Linked DNA regions of Gossypium hirsutum: region 1 is linked to region 2. Evidence: chromatin contacts called from public Hi-C data. All regions are on one chromosome and are shown on one strand. The core of a region is the stretch at or near the end of the contact, and the rest is flanking DNA. Distances in the headings are between cores, read along the strand shown. Region 1 holds the start of LOC107913561. Region 2 holds the start of LOC107911431 (benzyl alcohol O-benzoyltransferase).

What was found. A called contact is a pair of places that touch in the nucleus more often than the background predicts.
Region 1: a Hi-C map of leaf shows a contact between it and region 2, with 1.9 times the contacts expected there. The contact joins the promoter of LOC107913561 here to the promoter of LOC107911431 in region 2. A contact is called at or near these places in 3 of 34 Hi-C or Micro-C datasets (callus and leaf).

What each region holds. Positions count from the first base shown.
Region 1 is chrD11:48,286,198-48,293,498 of Gossypium_hirsutum_v2.1, reverse strand. It overlaps LOC107913561, which reads left to right and starts at 1,364. Exons shown (of 1, transcript XM_016842193.2): 1 at 1,364-2,653. The coding sequence starts at 1,754. The coding sequence ends at 2,188. LOC121223129 reads left to right here and starts at 5,949. Exons shown (of 1, transcript XM_041104189.1): 1 at 5,949-6,682. The coding sequence starts at 6,089. The coding sequence ends at 6,487. It overlaps LOC107913559, which reads right to left and starts at 5,564. Exons shown (of 8, transcript XM_016842190.2): 1 at 5,289-5,564; 2 at 5,121-5,194; 3 at 4,961-5,042; 4 at 4,661-4,711; 5 at 4,339-4,439; 6 at 3,770-3,923; 7 at 3,464-3,685; 8 at 2,630-2,913. The coding sequence starts at 5,411. The coding sequence ends at 2,797.
Region 2 is chrD11:48,141,854-48,149,234 of Gossypium_hirsutum_v2.1, reverse strand. It overlaps LOC107911431 (benzyl alcohol O-benzoyltransferase), which reads right to left and starts at 1,575. Exons shown (of 2, transcript XM_016839255.2): 1 at 1,000-1,575; 2 at 1-761. The coding sequence starts at 1,449.

The DNA of each region.
Region 1 (7,301 bases), core at 115-2,614, 140 kb before region 2:
TCAGTTTATGGAAACAAGGTCCCGAAATTGCCTTTTCTGACGCCATTGGAAATCAGGTCATTATAGGATTGATTAGACCAAAATCGGTGGGGATATCGATTCGAATAAACTCATTAGACCGGTTGACCTTAGAACCAGATGTTGAACTGATTTTATTTTTTTTAAAATATTTTTTTTTATTTTTTATTGTTGTATTTGATTGAACTAAACGGATCAGTCGATCTGGCAAATCTCTGGCTTAATCGGTTTAACCACCGGTCCGATTCTGAAAACCTTGGTTAGAATATTTCATTCTGACATATGCTAATAATTGGATAATGAAATTTTGGTTTGAAAAAAATATTAAAAATTAAAAAATTTGTTCAACTGTGACCTTGTTGATTTCGGTCTAATCAGTCCAGTTCAAGTTTTTATGTGTTTTTTTTATTTTTTATAAGTTTATATCAATATTAATAGTTTTTCTAATATTTTACAATTTATTATTATTTTTTAAGAATTCTAATATTTTTTTTATTTTAAATATTTTAATTAAGTTTTATTAATTTTATATTTTTTTTATAATTTATTAGATTTAATTAGATTTTTTATATTTTATAATATTTATAACTTTTTTATAATTTTAATAAGTTTATATTAATTTTTATATTTTTATAATTTTTTTATGCTTTTTTATGAGAAAAAATATTAGATTAAACCAGAAGCTGCCACGTATCACTATCTGATTGGTCTGTCAATTTATTTTAACAGTCAACGTGGCCAATAACAGTTAATGGAAGGGCTTAATTGATTATTTTAGTTAACGGAAAAAACTTAATTGGGCACGAATTTAATACAGGGGCTTAATTGGTTTTTATTTTATTTTCTTAAAGGTTTTTTTTATTTATAAGCTTAAAAAAATTATGATAAATTTATTAATGTTTATAATAAATATGAGTTATTATCAACTTCTTATACCCTCCTAAAGAAGTTAACCTCTTAATTTTACAAAAGTGTTTTACTTTATAATTTTTAGTAAATACGTTAGTAAATAAGAATAATTTTATTTTTGATTTGGTTTTTTAGGTTAGATATTATGGGTGTGATTATTAATGTTAAACCAACTTTTTGAATGAGAGAAAGGAAACAAAAGTAGGATGAATATTTTTAATTAGAATGTTACATGGTAACTTTATATTTTTAGATTTTCCAATTTAAACTTTATATATATATATATATATTAATTTAGAATGTTGCATATGTTGTTATCCTTGCTGTATTATTGCAAAAGAGATACATTTATTTTTTATGACTAAAATTAATATTATTATTAAGTGCATTTACAATATAATTGGTTTTGCAAATATTGAAAGGAGATAATACGGTCCTACAATTTAATCATTGTAATATTGTAGCATTACTTAAATTATAATTATAGTATTTTTATTTATTTTAAATATTAAATACACGTGGGAAGTATATATCAAAAGTCGAAATAAGAGTATAAGAGGAGGTAAAGGGCGGGAATGAACTCTTAATTTTGGGGCCTTCCCTTATAATTTATCTGTTTTGCAGTTTTGGTTGTTTTTTCAGCTCAAGCTTATTTTCCAAATTACTGGCAAAGCGGCTAATCTCCCCCACAACCATACTAACAAAAACAAACCACTTCCCCTTCAATGCTATTTTCATTCAATTCCTTCAACTTCCATGGGATCCCTACACTTTCCCTTTTTCTTCACCTCCCATCCTATACACAAATTACATCAAACACCATTCAATGCAAGAAACTAAACAAGGAGATGCCAGAATCTACATTGTCTCCACCATTTTCTTCCTCTGCATCTGCACGGGGGGCGCCTTCTTATGCCTTTACATGTTACAACCCAAGGCCAAATCCGCATCCTGGTATCCTGTTGTTGGGATAGTTCTCATTGGCATTCCCTGGATCTTTTGGATTGCTACTTACCTATATAGGTGTTTTGAAGATTGCGTTTGTGGAAGCAATGGAGGGAATCTTAACAGGGAACTTAGCAGTTTAACCAAGAAACAGTCTTGCGCTGCTGATGGACATGTAGGCAATTCGATGGATTCATTGGAAAATGAAGACTCACCGCTGGGATCGCCTGATGGTGATAATCGTCGTGTTCCTTTCGGTAACATTGTCAACAAACATGGGGGTGATAGTCCACGCAAAGGTGCACGACCTCTCTGAAACAGCACGGAAAGGTAAAGAGAATGATAATCATATTTCAGCTGCATCTCGTAAAGGCGAACCACCACTAATAGTGTTGGATTCATCTAAGGTTTCTTCTCCCTTTCTTTCTTTCTTTCTTTTTTTTTTTCCCATATATTTGTAACATTAAGGATATACTGAGATCCCAAATTCTTGTTCTTCCATTCTGGTTGACAAGATATTGGATTGCTGTGCCTTCAATTACATCTTATAAATAATAACAAGCTAAACTGAACCAAATAATAAATACTTTAAAATGATCTTTTTTATTAATAGGATAAACTTAACATAAATAAATTTAACTTTATTATTATAGAATGTTTAATTGTTAAGAGTGATTTATGCAATTATATTCTACTTATTTCATTTGGAATTTTGAAGAATAGAGGATCTTAGATACACAAAATATACCCACAAAGATAAATAAGAAAGTATGATTATAATTTTCCATAAAATTTACATCTTAGAACTCAACTAAACTGAAAATACAACCAAAAATTATAAAAGCATTTTCACATTTTGAAGACACAGAGAAGGTACGAAAGCATGTTCCCTTTGCAGTAAAAAGATTATAAGACATTAAAAGATTATCCTAAGGCAACTTTTGAACCTTGATAAGAAAACAACCGTATAGAATTCTTGTAGCTTATTTCTGCAAGTTCCTCTTTACTAATTTCCAGCAAATTTGCAACATAATCAAGCACCTGAAGGAAAAGAAAAAGTGAAAAAAATTAAGAAATCTGAATGTTACAAACGGTGTGAATTGCATATGGCAGCATACCATGTGATCAAAACTAAATGATGACACCTCAAAAAAATTCAACTATCAGTCGTAGATGTGATAACAAAATATTTCGATGACTCTAAACTTATTGAGGTTCCATCTTCAGACCAACCCCGTCCCAACATATTAGTGCTGCTGGTAATTAGAACTCAACCCAAATAAGATCATAGTCTCCTATGCTTCCTTTATATCATATACAAATCAGATGGTACTAAGTAAGCTATGAACATCACATTTATTTTCAACTGGAGAAAACAAACCAAAAATCCATAAGCTTATAAATGAAACATGATATGTACCAGAGGTGAAGGGTACTGTCCTTTATTAATTTTGTTTTAGGCTATTTCCTATGTAATTATATTTCTTGAGTTTCTACGAGAATAGGTGCCAAAAGTAAGGTATTAGATAAAGATGTAAGCAGTCTACAGGCATATGGAAAAGATACCCATCAGTTGAACTAGAAATTATACGTTATGTATGTTTGCCGGATGATTAAGCATGTCTTTTGGCAATGAAGAAGCGTCTCTTGAGGTATCAGATGAAGTGCTAACATTTGAAGCAGCAGTTCTCCCATGAGCAAAAATTTCTTGTGGAAGGGAAGGATCTTCGTCGACCAAAAATAGAGAGCTTAACTCTAAATGTGGCAATGCATCCGGAGCATCCGACTCTAAGAGGATCCTTTCCAAAGGTATCTGCAGGAATTTCAGAGGTAAGACAATTGTATACTTTGTTACATGATGATCAGATCAATGGAACAATAAACTCGATGAACTAACCGTCTTCAACATTTTCTTGGCCTTCTGCACTTTCATGGGCATGATGTATCCGGATAATGAGAAGTAAGCACCAGATTTGACAAATTCAGGAACCATCTCCGCAGAACCTAAGTAAGAATGGAGGAGGAGACCATCTGGGAAAGGCCCAATGTCCCTGAGGATATTAATACATTGCAGTAAGGAAACACATACATTAACTAAAGCATCTTACATGTACATCAGTAAACAAGCAGCTAAGATACATGCCTGATAATGAGCACTTCTATCAAAGACACTAATAGTGATAAGATACATTGCAGTAAGGAAACATATACATTAACTAAAGCATCTTACATGTACATCGGTAAACAAGCAGCTAAGATACATGCCTGATAATGAGCACTTCTAGCAAAGACACTAATAGTGATAAGTGCCAGAGATTTCGAAGGCTTTCTTGCCTTCATTATGTTATTTGTTATCTACTAAGTGGCAGATCTTAGAGAAATTGTGCTGAAACATTTTCTAAATAGTCCCTAATAATTTGTTTAAGAGAAAATCTCAGTTACAAATAGATGTAGAGAAAGTCATACTTCACTATATGAAGGAGGTCGCCAAATGCACGAACACAATGGACTGATGCTGGTTTTTTCAGCTCTTTTGCAAGCTGTAGCTGTTGCCTAAAGACTTCAATCTGGAAGATAGAACTTAAAGATTCAGAAAACTTCACGAAAATGCCTAGTATACGTGCACACACACCAAGTAATGGCAACATGTAAACAGGATGCAAGTCTTTTTGTTATGCATGGAGCTGCTCTTTTTGCCTTAGAGAAAACAGAAAGTATGCTGCCTTATGAAAAAGTAGAATTAATAAAAAATAAATGACAATCAAGATAGCACAAAAACAGTGAGGACCTGATCATTAAAATCAATCTCCCTTCCTTTTGAACCTTTGTCCAAGCCAATCTGAAATGTGCAAAAGCATGTTGTTATTAGAGAGGTAGCTATGAAAAAATATAAATCCAAGCACAATAGTGTAAGAATCTAGTCCTGAAACCTTCTGTTTTAATATTTTCTTTTTTACCATGAAATTTGGAAAACTGAAGTTAGAACTCTACATCAGACCTATGGACTGCACAATTAAAATAAAACTAAATACCCTTGGTTAGATATTAAGAAATTAAGTAGAATTAGTGGTAAAAGAAATAAATTTACCTCTCCAACAGCAGCAGAAGGAGTGGTTTCAAAGAATTCCTTGAGAGTAGTAAACCAATTTGGACTTCTCTGAGGAACATACCTGCAACAAATGAAAACAGTAAAAGAGAAGAGCCTAAAAACTACATCTAAGTATTCATTTTAAAAGTAACCATTTTACCAAGGATGAACTCCAAAGCATGGAATAACAGAAGGATAGTTGTCTCCCATTTCTTTGACCAAATGCCAATCTTTCTACAGTTTTCAAGAAAAACCCAAGCATAATATCATTATAAAAAGGCAAATAAAATAGGAAAATGAATGAGAAATCCAAGGTAAAAGGAGCGACCTCAGAAACACCATTAACAGCAAAATTAAGGAGACCAGAATCCAAAGCAGTGGAAATGAGTTTGGGGGCTTTGTTGAGAATTCTGGGATCTTGAAGGTGGCAATGAGCATCAAACAATTTCATGGGTAGCTCTGTCTTCTTTGTGTTCGATGGTACTAGTTAGGTTTACTGTTTTCGGTTCTATAAATTTTGCCGCAAAGATTTTGGGCCTTGGAGTTAGGGAACCTTTTAGAATATCTGTTAGTTCTGTCACTGACACTAACTCCACAACGACCACCTCCACGTTGCTTTACTTTTACACCCTTTTTCTATTGGCATAATTACATAAAATACCCTCAATGTTTAAGAGTTTTTAGTTTTGTGCCCTTAACCTTTTCTTTTTTATGTATTGACGCCCTCAACGTTACGATTTTTTCACAAATCAATCTGGCTTTAACGGAAAACGTCAGTTGATTGCTAGTCAAGTGCTGATCAACGAAATAGCCTATATATCAAAAATAAAGAATTAAATGAAAAATTAAAAAATAATTTATAAAAAAATAACGCTAAAATTAAAACCTATCATTAAAATCCCTAATCCCTTCTCAAATCTTGAAATCCTTAAATTTACGACAAAATTGGTATATGTATTATAATTTTTGTTGTTTTTCATTGCTTCAATATACACCAACCAATTTATTCTTTCACCATTGCTCTCCATCGAAGGAAAAAAAAAAAAAAAGAGAATAGGAAAGTAGTTATTTTGAATTCAAGTAACACACAGAATCAATCTCCTTCCCACTTTGAATAAAAAGGTAAAAATGGAGAGTTTCAACGCCAAAGACCTATCAACAATAGGCGGCATAGCCATCATTTCCCTTCTTCATTCCTTCATTCCCACCCATCGCTTCCTTTCTCCATTGTCAGACAGGCCCAGAAACGGAGAAGACAAAGTGTATAAACTTGCTTCAATTTTGCTTATAGTTACTGGTGGTAGTTATTTATTGTTGTTTTTGTTTGGAAAGGGTGGGAAAAGTCATTCTCATAATCAACCTTTGGAGAAAATGGTTGTTGTCGGTCTTGTCCTTGTTCCAGCATTGTCTCCTTGCGCTACCACTCTTCCTGTGTTTCTAGCTGTTGGAAACTCATTGTCGATGATGGTGCTTGCAATCATAGTGCTTCTATTTAGGTATAGAATGAAAAATGACTCTGAATTTTGAGAATTGCTTAAATCAATTTGAATTTGTCAGTAGTTGGCAGATGTTACCAATGTGATAATTGAAGAATAGATCATTTTACTTGTGTTCTTCCCTTGATTTGTACAGCCAAGTTGTCTCAATTTATCAGCAGTTGGAGATTGTTGAAGTTTTTTTCATCCAAAGAGTTTTTAGGGATTTCACGATTTGGAGTAAGGGCTCAGGTATTTTAATGATAGGTTTTAATTTTAGTGTTAAAATTAATTTTTTACAAATTATTTATTTCTTTTTAATTTTATATTTAATTTATTATTTTTGACACGTCAGCACACCACATAGGATATTTCATTTATCGATGCTTAACTAATGGTCAACTAACATTTTTTGTTAAAGTTGGGTTGATTTGTGAAAAAACCGTAATGTTGAGGGTGTCAATAAAAAAAGGTCAATGGCACAAAATTAAAAACTCGTTGAGGATATTTTATGCAATTATGCCTTTTTCTATTTTCTTTGTGTAGAATATTTTAAATAAAATACAGAATTTACTCATTCTATTTTTATTTATTTTTGCTATTTTTTTAATTTTCAATTATAAATTTGGTGAAAATCCCATTTATGTAAAAAAAATAATTGAAGTAATTTTTTTTCACAAACAAAAAAATTTAGTAAACAATTAGGATTGGATAGACTAGCCGAATCAATTGAATTGAAAATTGGCTGAATCACAGACACTAATGTTAAACCGTTTTTTGGATTGAACTGTTGAGAATGTTATCAAACTAAAACCGTTTGAACAGGTTCAACCAGTTTTAGTAAGTTTTTGGATTTCTGTTTTACT
Region 2 (7,381 bases), core at 326-2,825:
GCAGGTAATTTAGCACCCAATCCAGCTTTTGCAAGCCCTCCATACACTGCCTTACCCCACCCAAAATCCACTTCTTCAAATCCTGCGCGTGTTACGTCTGTTACCACGCATGACCCGGCCATAGGGTAATGGGGTCGACCCTTCATCACCATTAAATCCGCCACCGATTTCACATACTCTCCGCTCACCCTCTCCTTGGCTTGTTTCACCAGTTTTACTGCATACCCTAATGGGTTTTGGCTAAGTTTTCTAGCTGTTGTTATGGCAGCTGGGAACACCACGGCGTTACCGTAATATCCTGATGGTAATGGAGGGCTCAACTTTGAGCGTACATTAACCATGCATAGCAAGCGGACCTCTTCGTCAGGGTGGGGTTTTAGGGCAATGGTTCGACAGCGCCATATGCAAGCTGCTAAGACTTCAAACCTCGAACATTGGCCAAGGGTGTTGGATAGAAGTTTGCGAAGAGTTGAAACTTGGTTGGGGCCAATGGAAAAGGAGCGGTGGACCGTGTTTTCGGATGGGTTACTTGTGATCGTGCCCTCTTCGACTTGGTTGTACTCGCGGTGCAACAATGAGACTCGTGGAGGATCTCGAGCATTTAAAAGCTGCCTCTCCCATACGGGTTGGATTGAAGGGGCGACTGCTCCACGCCCTATCTCCGCCATGCCTAAAATCAATTGCATCATTCCACTAACGTCGCTCATCACGTGGTTTACACTGATTCCTAATATGAAACCTCCGCATCTCAACCTTGTTACCTGTAATTCAATTTATACATCTCATTCAAAAATTCTCATTTATCATATAGTTTAATACAAAAACACAAATTCAAATTTAATAAAATATATATATACAGTTAACTGTATATAAAATCATTGCATGTAACTAATTATTAAATAAAGAAAAAGAAATTTTTACTCAATGAATCAACTCAGATCTGAGAAACTCAGCGTATCTCCAAGCTCATAAGAAATTGGAGGTATATTTAAGAAATACCTGAATGAACAACAAGGGGTCATTCAGCATCCTTTTAGGGTTAGGAACATCATAAAGGAGCTTGTCAATGCAAGGAAATGGTGGTTGAAGTATATCCCCGAAATCCTGGAGTGCAACATCCGCATTGGCTTCGATATACAAGGCACCTTCGCCAGTACAATCCACACTAAGCTTGCAGTTAGGTCCTTCCCTTAACCTACCAGCAAATGGATAATAATACACTAGAGTTTGTGCCAGGGCCCCCCGTATAACCGCAGCAGGGTCTTTCCCTATCATGGAAGGATTATATCTATAAAATTGGATCACCGGGATATAAAACCGGAGACTCTCCTGGTCATCGATGTCGGATAACAGTTTGCACTCATGAGGGGTGGGCCTTGCCGGAGCAATAAGTTCTGGTTTACGTCTTCGGACGTTGAAAGCTAGGGTAGTGGAGGGTGGTGGTGCCATTGGCGGTGAACTGAGTGTTGGGTGCTGAAACTTGGGCACCTACAAGACGTATACATATAGCAAAGGAAAATTGATATAATGGCTGGGGTTCTGTTTGCTACAAAAATTTTGGACGTGGGCATTGACCGCTTGTGAAGTGGACTAATTTGTTCTGTTCTTGCAAACAAAAATGAATAGAGGGGAAGAAACTTTATCTTTTCAAACCAACACGTTTTAACCAGTGGTCACAATTCGAATTAAATATAATATTATAAATTTAAGATGACACCGATCTAAAATTTGATTCAAAGATGGGGCCAAATGTAAATATCATTCCTTAATACTTCTTCAATGTACATATATTTACAAAGAAAACATCAATGGGTCGGCTCAAATTTATCGAATCATATCTTTTTAGATGTATACCACAAAATAAGTCATTATGTTCTCTATTTATTTAACTAATGTCGATTCTTTCTTTTTTTTTTTTTCTAAAATTTAGAAGGATTAAACCAGTGCATGTTCATGTATCTAGAATAAGGAGAAATAAATGGAAAAAAACTAAAAAAAAATTAAAATCAATTATAAACCTAGGCTTCATAAAATAATACACCCTTACATCTCTATTTTAAAAATGATTGAGCTATCAAATTTAATTTTTAAAGTCTCAATTTAAATGAATATTCCATATAATATTAACATTTTAAATTTAAGAAATAAAAAAAAAAGTACACTAGATAATAAAATTTCTATATAAAAGAAATTGAAAGATATCACCCTACATCCAAAGTATATTACAAATTTTAGCATAATATAAAAATAAAAATTCCCTTTTTTTTAACAATCATTAATGTACGCGCTTGTTTATGTCAACTCTTTTTTAAGAGACATGTTTGCCTTTATTCCAGTTTTTTGAATTTCGGATATTTCTATGTGTACCTTTTCTGGTAATACAAGCTTACCAAAATTAAATATTTGGGTTAGGTACTTATTTAGTATTTAACTTTTTTTTTACTTAATTGAAACCTATTTTAAAAATTATAAATTAATTTGGTACTCTTTTTAAGTACTTCATTAATGCCGACAAAATGTGTTGATATGATACTAATAATCACTATCATGGTGACACGTGGTAACTTTACATTTTGATATGTGAAAAAATAAAAATATAAAAAATTATATATTTTTGACATAAGCAGATGAACCTGGACAAAAAATTGTCTAGGTTAATTCTAGACATATATTTTTGTATTTTATATGTTTTAAATTTTTTTATAACACATTAGATTACTATTTTGAAGTTTAAAATATATAAAATCTAAAAAAATATATTTCAAATAATATTTCATACAGTTAGTTCTCCAAGTTCATTCTAGTGTCAAATAATATTTTTAATACCTTTTTTAGATTTTATATATTTTAAATTTCAAAATAATAATACTAATATGAAATTTTTGATATGTTATAAAAATATATATAAAAAAATACTAAAAAAGTATGTCTAGAATAAACATGGAAAAATGATTTCCAGATTTTGATTTATCCAAGTTCTTTTCTTATGTGTAAAAAAAATTATATTTTTTAATAAATTTTATATATAATTTTATTTTTCTTATAATTTTTTTACCACATGTAAGGCTATTACGTGTCATCATGCTATTATTCACTTGTACCACATCAATGTATTTAACCGAATTGGTTAGGTACCTAAAACTTGTAACATGATTGAAAGAAATGTCACAATTATGGAAAAAATGTTTTTAGTGGTTACTGAAAGATAATTAAAAAAAAAATCTAAAGATCAACATTTCGAATTAAACTCCATGTCATGGCTTGATGGTTAAGGGTGTTCACTACTTTAGGTGTGACTTGGGTTTAAGTTGCATTTGTTGCGTTAGTTGTTTAAATATTAAATTTATTAAAATAACATTATTTTTGGAATAGTTAATCTAAAAATCAAATCATCCAATAGAGTCTCAGTAGGAGTATGATTCCTCCACTGCTCAATTGTCAAAAGACCATCCACCAGCCACCAGAATGACGTCATCACAACCGCAGGCACCGCCATGTCCGGTGGTGTCATGGCAAGTGCGACACCCTCACGGCACCCTAAGCCGATTCGGCTTTTGCCAGTTCGATCTGGGCCTAGTGACGACCTGACCTGTCTTGTCCAGCCACCGGCTAGATCGTCGGCTCAGTTTCACATAGCATGCTTGGTTCAACCAGCTTTTAGGTCTCAGTTTTGGGCCACCACTTACCACTTGTATTAGAACACGAGTTACATACACATGGTTAGTGACTAGCTCAGGATTTAGGTAAATCACACCATAAACGTCACAAGTGAATTAATTCACAAACATATTCAAAATTAATTCATCTTGAGTTCAGTCAAATGTATCATTCTTCCAATGAATACATCTATATCTCTACTCGTGAAGTCGACTGCTCTGATAGCCAAGACTAGCCATCTCCCCAATTGGAATTGTAGAGCACATAATAATCCTTCTAAGTATTTGAATCAAATGTTCACTTTGATTCTTTTACAGGATTATGGTCTCGTTTAGATTATCTACTAAAGTAAGTTACATTTTTCGCAATGTAAACGTTCTTATAGTGCCACTTATCATCAGTTTGAAATTAGGCAATCAATAAGCTAATATTTGTTTGTCACAATTTTACTATGTATGCAAAATATGAAAGACAAAAACACAAAAGATATAATAATGAAATGTGCAATTAACTTTATTATTTATTCTTCATTCAAATACATAGAAATAAATTACATGTTTAGTACAATATGATCACATTTCTCTACATCCTCCACTACCTTCTCTTCCTTGTTGAAATCACTTATTAACAATCAATCAATAAAATTGGATCATTGGGATATGGAAATGAAGAGTCTCTTGGCTATCGATGTCAGATAACAATTTGCACTGGGCCTTGCCAGAGCAACAAGTTATGGTTTACGTCTCCGGATGATGAACGCTAGGGTAGTGGACTATGGTGGTGCAATGGGTGGTGAAGTGAGTAAGTGAAATGTGAACACTAGGGTAGTGGACGGTGGAGGACTGGGTTTATCACAAAAATTTTGGATGTGGGGCATGGACCGCTTGTGGAGTGGACTAATTTGTTTTGTGCATTAGTATTGGAAACAAAAACAAGAAGCAGAAGAAACATGTTTTCTTTTTGGTTTTTCTCCAATTAACTTTTACATGTGCATGGACCGCTTATGGACAAATTCCTTCTGAATCAGTAAGACAACTAAAAGCGAAAGCAACATAAGAAACATGTGTGTTTTTTGTTCTATTTTCTTTTCCAAATTATTGTCAAATCTGTCTAGTAGATTTGTCTTTACTAAATATAACATCATCATAAAAAGTAGGATGAGTTCATATTATAAATTTTAGCATGATAGAAAAATCAATTTCAAATTTCACCATTTTAACTAAAATTGGAGTATGCAACTATGCATGGACCGCTAGCTTGTTCTCAAGTTTTTCTTTTGAAGTATAAAAAAAAATTCTTGTAAAATATTGAAAAAATTAATTGAGCATTTAGTTGCAAATTACATTTAATTAGGATTTTAATTAAAAGTTAGCAATTAATTAAGTCCCTATCATATGATTTTTTGTCAAAGCACTTAACAGGTCGTTAAATATTGATAAAGTAAGTGATGTGGAAAGAATATTGATGCGGAGAGCTTAATTGATTTTTTAATTATTTTATAAGGTCTTAATTGATCTCAAAAATTATAAAAGTTATTAAAATTTATTGAAGGAGTAGTAATTGTTAAAATTTTTTATAATACTTAATAATTTTTAATAACTTATATTTTTTTATATTTTCCTATTTTTATAGTTTTTCTATTTTTATAATATTTTAATAATATATAATAATTTTTTAAAAAAATTTAATAGAAAATTAATACTCATTTTTATTTTCCTTCACATGTTTGCCTACATCATACATCAATTCATCATCATAAACTTCTGCATCACCTCTTTTAAACTAAAATAATTGCTCATCATTCCCCTTAAACTACTAAATACTAAACTCATTGTCTCTCGTACCCAAATTAAAACCAAATCCAAACCTTCAAAATAACAATTTTTTTCTAAAATTTTCTTATATATTTTTTAATAATTTTTAATACTTTCAATAACTTTTTTTGTAGTTTTTATTTTTAAAATATTTCTACCATTTGTAAAATTTTATAGTATTTATATAATTTTTTTATAATTTTCATAACATATTAATATTATTTAACAATATATTTTAATATTTAATTTTTTTTTCTAAATTTTATAATATTTATAGTTTTTCTATAGTTTTTTTATAATTTTACAAATTTTTATAATATTTTAATAAATTTTAGGCTTAACAAATTAAAAAAAAATCAATTTAAGCCCTTCATGTTAGCATTATTCCATGTCATCAATTTTTCACCTCAACTACCACATCAGTCGCCATGTCAGTACTTAACAATGTATTAAGAGCTTTGATGGAAACTATATTATTGGAATTTAATTGATTTTTTAATTATTTTATAGTAACTTTTTTTAACTAAAGTGAAGCAAAAGAAAAAGGTTTATTTTTCTAGTTTTATAAATTTCTTGTTAAGAGTTTTAGATAAGATTGTATGAACAAAAGATATGGTATATGAACATTTTCAACTTATCAAGGCCTACCAAAAATAAATATTTCAAAATTTGTACCTACCCTTTTCATGGAAGTTTAAGAAAATATATAAACATATTTGCTAAATTTATTTGTACATATTTTCTTAATAAATTCAGTGAAGTCTAGTAATTTTCTTATCACAATACTAAATTATAATAAAGAGATATGAATGACGTAGAATCATAGTTTCATATCATTTTTTCTTGCCTTCTTTATTGGACAAGTGATATGATTGATTAATTTACATATAATTTTGTAAAAGGAAAGTGTAGCAATCTTAAAAGGAGAAAGTATGCATAAAAGGAAAATGTACATAAATTATGTTTGATTAAAACAGTAAATCTAAAAAGAAATAATTTGGCAAAGTAGTAATTTACTATAATTTTCGGTTTAACAACATTTATTGGATGTTTTTATGTGTAATATTTAGATAAATTCCGGAACATTAGTATAAATATATAATTTAACATACTAATTTATAAATGATAAATTCCAATTCAGACAAAATTCCTTGCAATGACTGAACCCAGAAAGGTTTGAAAATCGTTCTTCTTTCTCTTTTTTGTTTGATTATCAGACATCACTTTTCTTGTTATCAAACTTCACTTTACAAGGAAGATAAGAAATATTAAAAGAAAGATTTTGTCATTAATCAATGTTAACCTTCAATTAATGGGAAAAATATTCACATTTCTTAGTCTCTCCTACCAAAATGCATGGCTTCCTCTTTCCCTTCGATTTTTGAACCGCAACACCATCGTTATCACTGTCATCACTGCTCTCGGGCCCAAAATGGCATTCATCGGGTCGATTCTATGCTCTTTTCTTTGATCCCCAAATATCTTATTTCGAAAAGGTCTTGGATTTCACGAATCCAAACCTAAAGTCTAAACCCTTTTCCTTTTTAGGCTGTCCAATGTAACTATAGTTTTGGTTGGGCCTATCTCTCTTCACTGTTCAAATCTTTAAGCAAAAGACACAAACTCTTGAAGCTAGCCCTAGGTTGAAAATCTCCTTCAAGCTTTCTTTTCATGTTCTCTCTTATCTCTGTGTGATTGTGTTCATGGTTATTTTTCCTCGCAAGTATTTTTTCGGGGGTTATGATTTTTTTTAGAATTTTCATATGGTTTCTCAAGCTTTTCTTATGCGGAAAAAAATATGTGGATTGTTGATTCTGCAATCCATTAGTGACCAAAATATGACAAATCTTATTTAGTAGCTTATCTTTTTTTTTACTCATCCTTTTAATTTAAAGTTTAAATTTGTATTA